2 separate regions of the Mus musculus genome follow, and region 1 is linked to region 2. A link is a contact called in public Hi-C data. All regions are on one chromosome and are shown on one strand. Each heading gives the region's core, a stretch centred on a gene start, on an enhancer-like site or on the middle of the called end of the contact. The rest is flanking DNA. Distances are from core to core; before and after follow the strand shown. Region 1 has its middle 28 kb from the start of Gm34078. Region 2 has its middle 38 kb from the start of Gm40160.

Evidence for each region. Hi-C and Micro-C count contacts between places; a contact is called where the count stands out from the background.
Region 1: a Hi-C map of muscle stem cells shows a contact between it and region 2, with 1.5 times the contacts expected there. The contact joins two enhancer-like sites. A contact is called at or near these places in 1 of 484 Hi-C or Micro-C datasets (muscle stem cells) and 2 of 115 datasets of contacts at active chromatin or transcription factors (oligodendrocyte precursor cells and pancreatic cancer cells).

Annotation. Positions count from the first base shown.
Region 1 is chr3:144,106,184-144,109,299 of GRCm38.p6, forward strand. No RefSeq gene overlaps it. Among named protein-coding and RNA genes, the nearest start is that of Gm34078, 28 kb to the right of the region's middle. Within about 2 kb of position 1,643, at least 31 of the 459 cell types and tissues checked have an H3K27ac peak or open chromatin away from gene starts, as enhancers often do. A contact at or near this core is called in muscle stem cells, where this site is marked.
Region 2 is chr3:143,910,779-143,913,876 of GRCm38.p6, forward strand. No RefSeq gene overlaps it. Among named protein-coding and RNA genes, the nearest start is that of Gm40160, 38 kb to the left of the region's middle. Within about 2 kb of position 1,768, at least 48 of the 459 cell types and tissues checked have an H3K27ac peak or open chromatin away from gene starts, as enhancers often do. A contact at or near this core is called in muscle stem cells, where this site is marked.

The sequences.
Region 1 (3,116 bases), core at 393-2,892, 200 kb after region 2:
CGCTGCTTTGGGAAAGCCCAGAAACTGTAGTTGAGTTACATAAAGGGACGAGTTATTGCCTCCTATGGAAGACTCTCTGTGTTAATAATGATCTGAGAGCTGCTGTTCCTGTGCCCTTATTAAGCGATCCGTGATTCAAAATGTGAAAGGAGAAGGGAAGCCTTCACGTTTTCATTAATTACTTCTGCCTAAGATGCTGGCAGGGCTCCGTAGACCCTGTAGTAGCCCTGGAATCTGGAGGACAATGCTCCTCTAAATGTCAGTGTCCTAGGACTTCATCTCATTGCGAGTCTGACCAGGGGTGGGAGTGGAGGGGCCTGGTATTCCCCAGTAGAGGCTAGATTTCAGTGAGATGTTTTCCTGTGCTTCAGACACCTGAGTCTTGCCACCAAGACAGCTAGAAGCATAAAAAACACAACCTGGAGTGACTTGTTGGAGAGGTGGGTTTTGTCAGGCCTACAGAAATAGAACTGAGTCTCCACAAGGAACTAGACATTCCCTCCTCTGAGGGCTCACTGTGATAAGAAACAACCTAGCCTATTTGAGTATTTCTACCCCTACCTCCCCCACCCCCGAGATGTTTTTATTAGAAAATTATAGTCAGTCCATTAAGACTTCCTCTCCTGCTCACTCCACGCCCCAGGCTTGTTCCTCAAGGATCCCTGAGCTTCCTCTCTAAATCCTGAGCACACCTACACAGCTCAGTGACTGCCATGGGATGTTTTGGGAGGGAGCAAGGGGGAAGAGAAGACTTCACAAACTCCATATCCATTTGCAAAGGACTCTGTGCATGGATGTATCTGGGTTTTAAAGGAAAGAAGACTCCCATAAGCCCACAATCCTTAAAATATGGAGCACGGAAATACCAGCAGTGATGGCAAACTTTCCACACTCACGGTGTCTGCTAGTTCCATCACTTGCCATGAAATGACAGCTGACTTATGTAAGCCTAGGTGCACCCCTCACTGGACTGTGTGCTTTTATGGCTTTGACTACTGGCCCCACTAGGAAGAATAAAAGCGAGTTGGTTTGGGGGTAAATGTTACTGGAAAAGAAATAGTTCCACTGGAAAAAGACATGTATGTTCATTAAAGCACTGTTTTGTTGGTTTTTCATTTTTTTGCTTTTAGTCCAACACTGGTTCACCCTGGCAGTCGTCCTCCTTGCAACCGTGTTATGCCTTCCAGCATATCCACCCACCTCATCTAACTCACCCCACCTGTATTTTTTTTTTTGACTTTCCATGGGGTTTTTGTTTTGTTTGTTTCCTTTTGCTTTGTATTTGTGGATCTCTTTCCGAGGAGTCCTTTTGGGTACTTTGGAAAAGTAGAATATTTTGCAGGACGAGATATGTGCAAACTAGTAAACAGGCCTTCCACCCTATTTCCAGTGTCTTTTCTTCTTTCTCAGAGGATCTATTGCTGAAGAAGCAGTACAACAAAGCGAGACATCTTTGTGTTCTGTCAAAGCTGAGCTTCAACCACAGCATTATCCAGGCCCTGGACTTCCAAAGGCCAGCCTGTCCAAACCCATCTACAGCTGCAACGGACCTGGGCTGAGGCAGGAGTGGGAGGCCTTAGAAGCCAAGCCTGCAGCTCTACATAGAACTGTGGCAGAGGGGGAGGCTGGGGCCCATAGAAACCCCAGCAGCAAGGGAAAAACAGATTGACTCTCAGTGACTCATTTAGCTCCTGGATTGGACAGATCTCTCCCCTGCTGGCGATTTGGCTCTGCATCAATAGTTCGGATACCGGGCTGAATAGCTTAAAATAATTAGAGGGAAAAAATCTGAAAAACGGCTAGCCATCCAACTCCTCACTCAGCGATGAAAGACACAGGACAAACGACATCTAGGTTATTAAATATGAAGTCACTGGATCCGCTGCACATTAGGTCCAAAAGCAGAGAACTGGATAAAACTCAAATTTATAAGTCAGCGTAGATGGCCTGTTTGTCCTTGAGGCAATCCATGAATTTTGGCTGGGCAAGCATTGTGACATGTGGAAATAATGGGGGGGGGGGGTGAACAATGTTTGATTTCACCCCCACTCAGCTTCCACTCCCTGGGGAGGAAAAATGAAAATGTCAATAAAGAGTGTGAACGAGAAGAGAAATGGAGTCTGGGCCCAGAGTTTAGTAGTTGGCAGCTCAAACTTTATATACTTTAGGCAGACAGGCGGCTGGGTTTCCTGTACTTTATACCCAATGTACAAAAACAGAAGCAACAGGCTCGTTTGGTATCAGTAAAGGTCAGTTAAAATTATAGAGACATCCTTTGGAGCAGATCCCCTGCCTTGTATTTGCATATTTATGAACTAGAGATTATGACAAGCCATTCCATTTATTAGAGCAGTGCTGCTATAGTTAATAGTCTGTCAGCATTTCCATTATAAACCCCGTTTTTCAGTGTTTTAATATCTCAGCTGTTAGAAAGCACATCAGGCTGAAAAGTGGTCTTCAGCCTCTTGGGCCCACAGCGGGCCGAGCTGCTGCCGCTGCTGCTGGTGATGGGGCCTTGGAAGCCAACAAAGGCATTTAAATCAAGCCAACCGTTTCTGCATTTGATGCTAACAGAAAGTAGAAAATCAAGGATTTGAGAAAGCTGGTTGAATTCTTCCCTCCCCCTCCCACAAATGATCTCCTTCCCTCCCTCTCTTCCCCCCTTCTTTTGTTCATATGTACCAATGAGGTGTACATTCTCTAAAGAAAAGACTGAGGTTTTGTTTTATTTTGTTTTGTTTTTTTCAAAGCAAAGAGTCAAAGTTTTGACTTGACTTGGCAAAGTGATCTCTTGTACCTCACTGGAATCAGGGGAAGGGAATCAAAGTAAAGCAAAGAAGTGAAATTCATCCATCCATCTATCTGTCTATCTGTCCATCCATCCATCCATCCGTCCATCCATCTATCTGTCCATCCATCCATCCATCCGTCTGTCCGTCCGTCCATCCATCATCTGTCCATCTGTCTATCTGTACATCCATCCATCCGTCTGTCCATCCATCTATCTGTCCATCCATCCGTCCGTCCGTCCGTCCATCCATCTGTCCATCCATCTGTCCACCCATCCGTCCATCCACCCATCCATCTGTCCATCCATCCATCCATCCATCCACCCA
Region 2 (3,098 bases), core at 518-3,017:
AGGAGTGTCTGTTGCCTCACTAAGAGAAGGTGTGTTACAAGCCAGTTCCCAAGCAAGAGCACAAAGCTCTTCTCAATGTCTCCGCAGCCAGGTTGACAAAGGAACACAACGATGTTCTTCTAAGCTGAGGCTTAACCGAATGATCACTGTTTTTCTCTGAGATGTTTCTGCTTCTCAGCTGGTTCTCAAGGTCTCCACTTAACGTAGACACCCTCTCTTATTTCTTTCCTCGGGTTTGTCTGTCTTACCCAACAATGGACTTGATTCCTCCTTTCTTTCCCTTCACACAACAGAAACAACTACTACCTCCCAATCAGCAATGCCAAACCTTCAAATCCTTTAAGTCTCAAAACTGCCACACCTCTTCCAGGGGGTCTTCCTGGTTTGCTCACTGAAATGGTACCTAGTATCTAAGCCAAACCTTTCCTTCTTTGCCATATCGTGTCTTTTGGTTCGCAGCTGCAAACCCAGCTCCTAACAGTCACAAGAACCAGAGCTTTACAGTGTAGTCACTCAACACACAACATGGAAAGATACAAAAAAGTAAACCTTCATGACATGCCTTGGGATGAAAGTAGTCACAGTGCGACTTACAACATGTGGCCTCTGTCAAGACTAATGATGCCAGGGACCTCAGTTTCTCCATCCAGACTAAGGAATAAGACAGTGGCTGCTTAGTAAGATAAAGAGTTGGAACAATTTTTTTTTTAGGTGACATGCCTAAGCATGTATTAATATGCCAAATTCACCATTAACCCTTGCATATAAAAAGCTCTCTGTCTATAGTAACTCATGCTGCAATTGAGGTGGAGATATATATATATACATATATATATATATATATATATATATATATATATATATATATATAGAGAGAGAGAGAGAGAGAGAGAGAGAGACATACACACACACATATACCCTGTCTATCAAAGAATAGGGTTTGGAGTAAGCGCACACTAGCACTCACATAATTAAACTTTGCTGTGATGCTCATGACCACAGAAACAGGGTGCTACTGGGCCAGGTCTGTGGTCCCCAAGGAAAGATGATTTGACGTGAATTGATTGGAATGGTGTTAGCTAAAATCCATGAAGTTAGTAATCACATACACAGTACCTCCAAAGAGTCCTTTAGTGGTTTTATAATGTACCAACCACAGACGGCTTCAATTTGGTACTGTTATTAAGCAAATAAATGGGTTTTTTAGATATTTAACTTCTAATCATATGTGAGCTTCAGGAAGCTCAATGCTCCAATGGCATCGTTAAATACCTCTTTGTTACAAAGCCATGCTTTGACTTCTGAGGCAAAGTTGAGGGCCTAAATTCAACCCCATTAGTTCATATCTTGCCCAAAATTCAGCTTATAATGAAGCCGGCAAATTAGGTCCCCTGACCATAAACCTCACAGAAGGAAAGCAAGCAGAGCATGAATCAAAAAGGCTTTACACAGCAGTTAGCTATTAGTAACATATAAATTAAGTGTACAATCAAAGGGGGAGGCGTAAGTTTAGTAGTTATGGTCTCAGCGAAACCCAACCCAGCATTCTGAGTGAAAGGGGTGGTAATGATGATGATAAAATAATACCAACGAGAGCTCTTTCATTGTGTTTTTGACAAATGATAAGCCCTGGAACTTGGAGCCTCCTTTTTTAATTCATCGCTGTTATCCTTGTCAGGTTGTACCAAATTGTCACAGCCCATCTGGCTTCCAACCCTCACAGGCTTGCTCCAGACCTCAGCTGGAAGTTTTGAACAATGGGATGAGTCACGGTTAGCCACAAGTGTGAGTCTATTACCACAGTTGGTCTGTGTCACCAAGCTTGCAAAACTCTGCCTGAATCATGTCAATTAAGTTTTGAGCGCTGCTATTTACAGGTTCTTTAATTCTTCCCTAGAGAAATATTGAGGAGGATCATAGTCCACTGCTCTCAAGGGAGGAGTTTGTGAACTTGCTCACGCTCACACGTGGGCGCAACTGATTCCCTACATGCTGGAAGAAGTTAGCATCTCTGGCTTCTATGAAAGCTGCTTCCAGGCTCTGTGGTCTGGTGACCAAATTTATATTGACAGACTCTTTGGGGCTATGGAGGTTTGAGCAAACAGACCACAGCGACTCACTGTACTGAGCACTTGAACCTCCGGACCTATTGTTAAGGCAGGTCTGTTCCAGGTGATGGGAGAGACGAAGTAAATTCAAGAATGATTTTTGAAAAAAATCACCTTACGAACACTGATGAGATTAGCCTTACATTGTCTAAGAAAGCCACAGTAATTCAAGTATACTCGTGCCTCATAATGGCCAATAAATGTTCCTGTCAGAGTTCCAAAAAAGGGGCACAATCAGTACAGAGCATTTCTGTTTTCTATTTTTGTGCCATGTTAAAAAAGAAAAAAAAAGTAAAAATAGCCATCAGACTGATACTCTCCCTCCCCCTCTTTTTGACAATTTGTGGAGAGAAAAAAAAAAAAAAGGTTCGTTCTGAGGCTGAAAGTTTGCATGCCAAGGTTTCACTTGGAACTAATTTTTATGGCTGAGTTAAAAAGACCCTGAAAAAAAGAAAAGTTTCAAATGGAAATGCTGACACAGCTCTGCCCACAGTGGCAAGAAGGGAGGTTCAATAATGCCCGTTTGTACCTTGTTTGCCTAATTGTTGCTTTAGAAAAGGAATCTGGCTGCCTAGCCTTGGGCATCACCCATAGCTTAACCACATCTGTCTACTCATTATTGGGACTATCTGGAGCCTGCAAAAGTTAGCACTGAGCCTTGATTTGAAAGGAACCCAGTAATTCATTGTGGGGCAGGACACACAGAAGCATTCCCTGCCAGGTTTCATTACCCTAGACTCACCTCCACCTAGATGGCGCGGTAACTTCCAACAGAAAGGAGAACAGGAAAGCGTCTTTGTTACTCGTTCTGTACATCGTAATTCTTGGCAATTGTCTACTAATTGTTTTCTAAAACTAGAAATGCCGACGATGAGCTGTTTGTGCAGATGAAATGGCAGTGCAAGTTGTCTGGACACTGGGACGGACGAGGACCGGAGTCAGACTTCCATCCACCATGACGATTTTAAGGTGGCATCCTCTGAGGTTTAA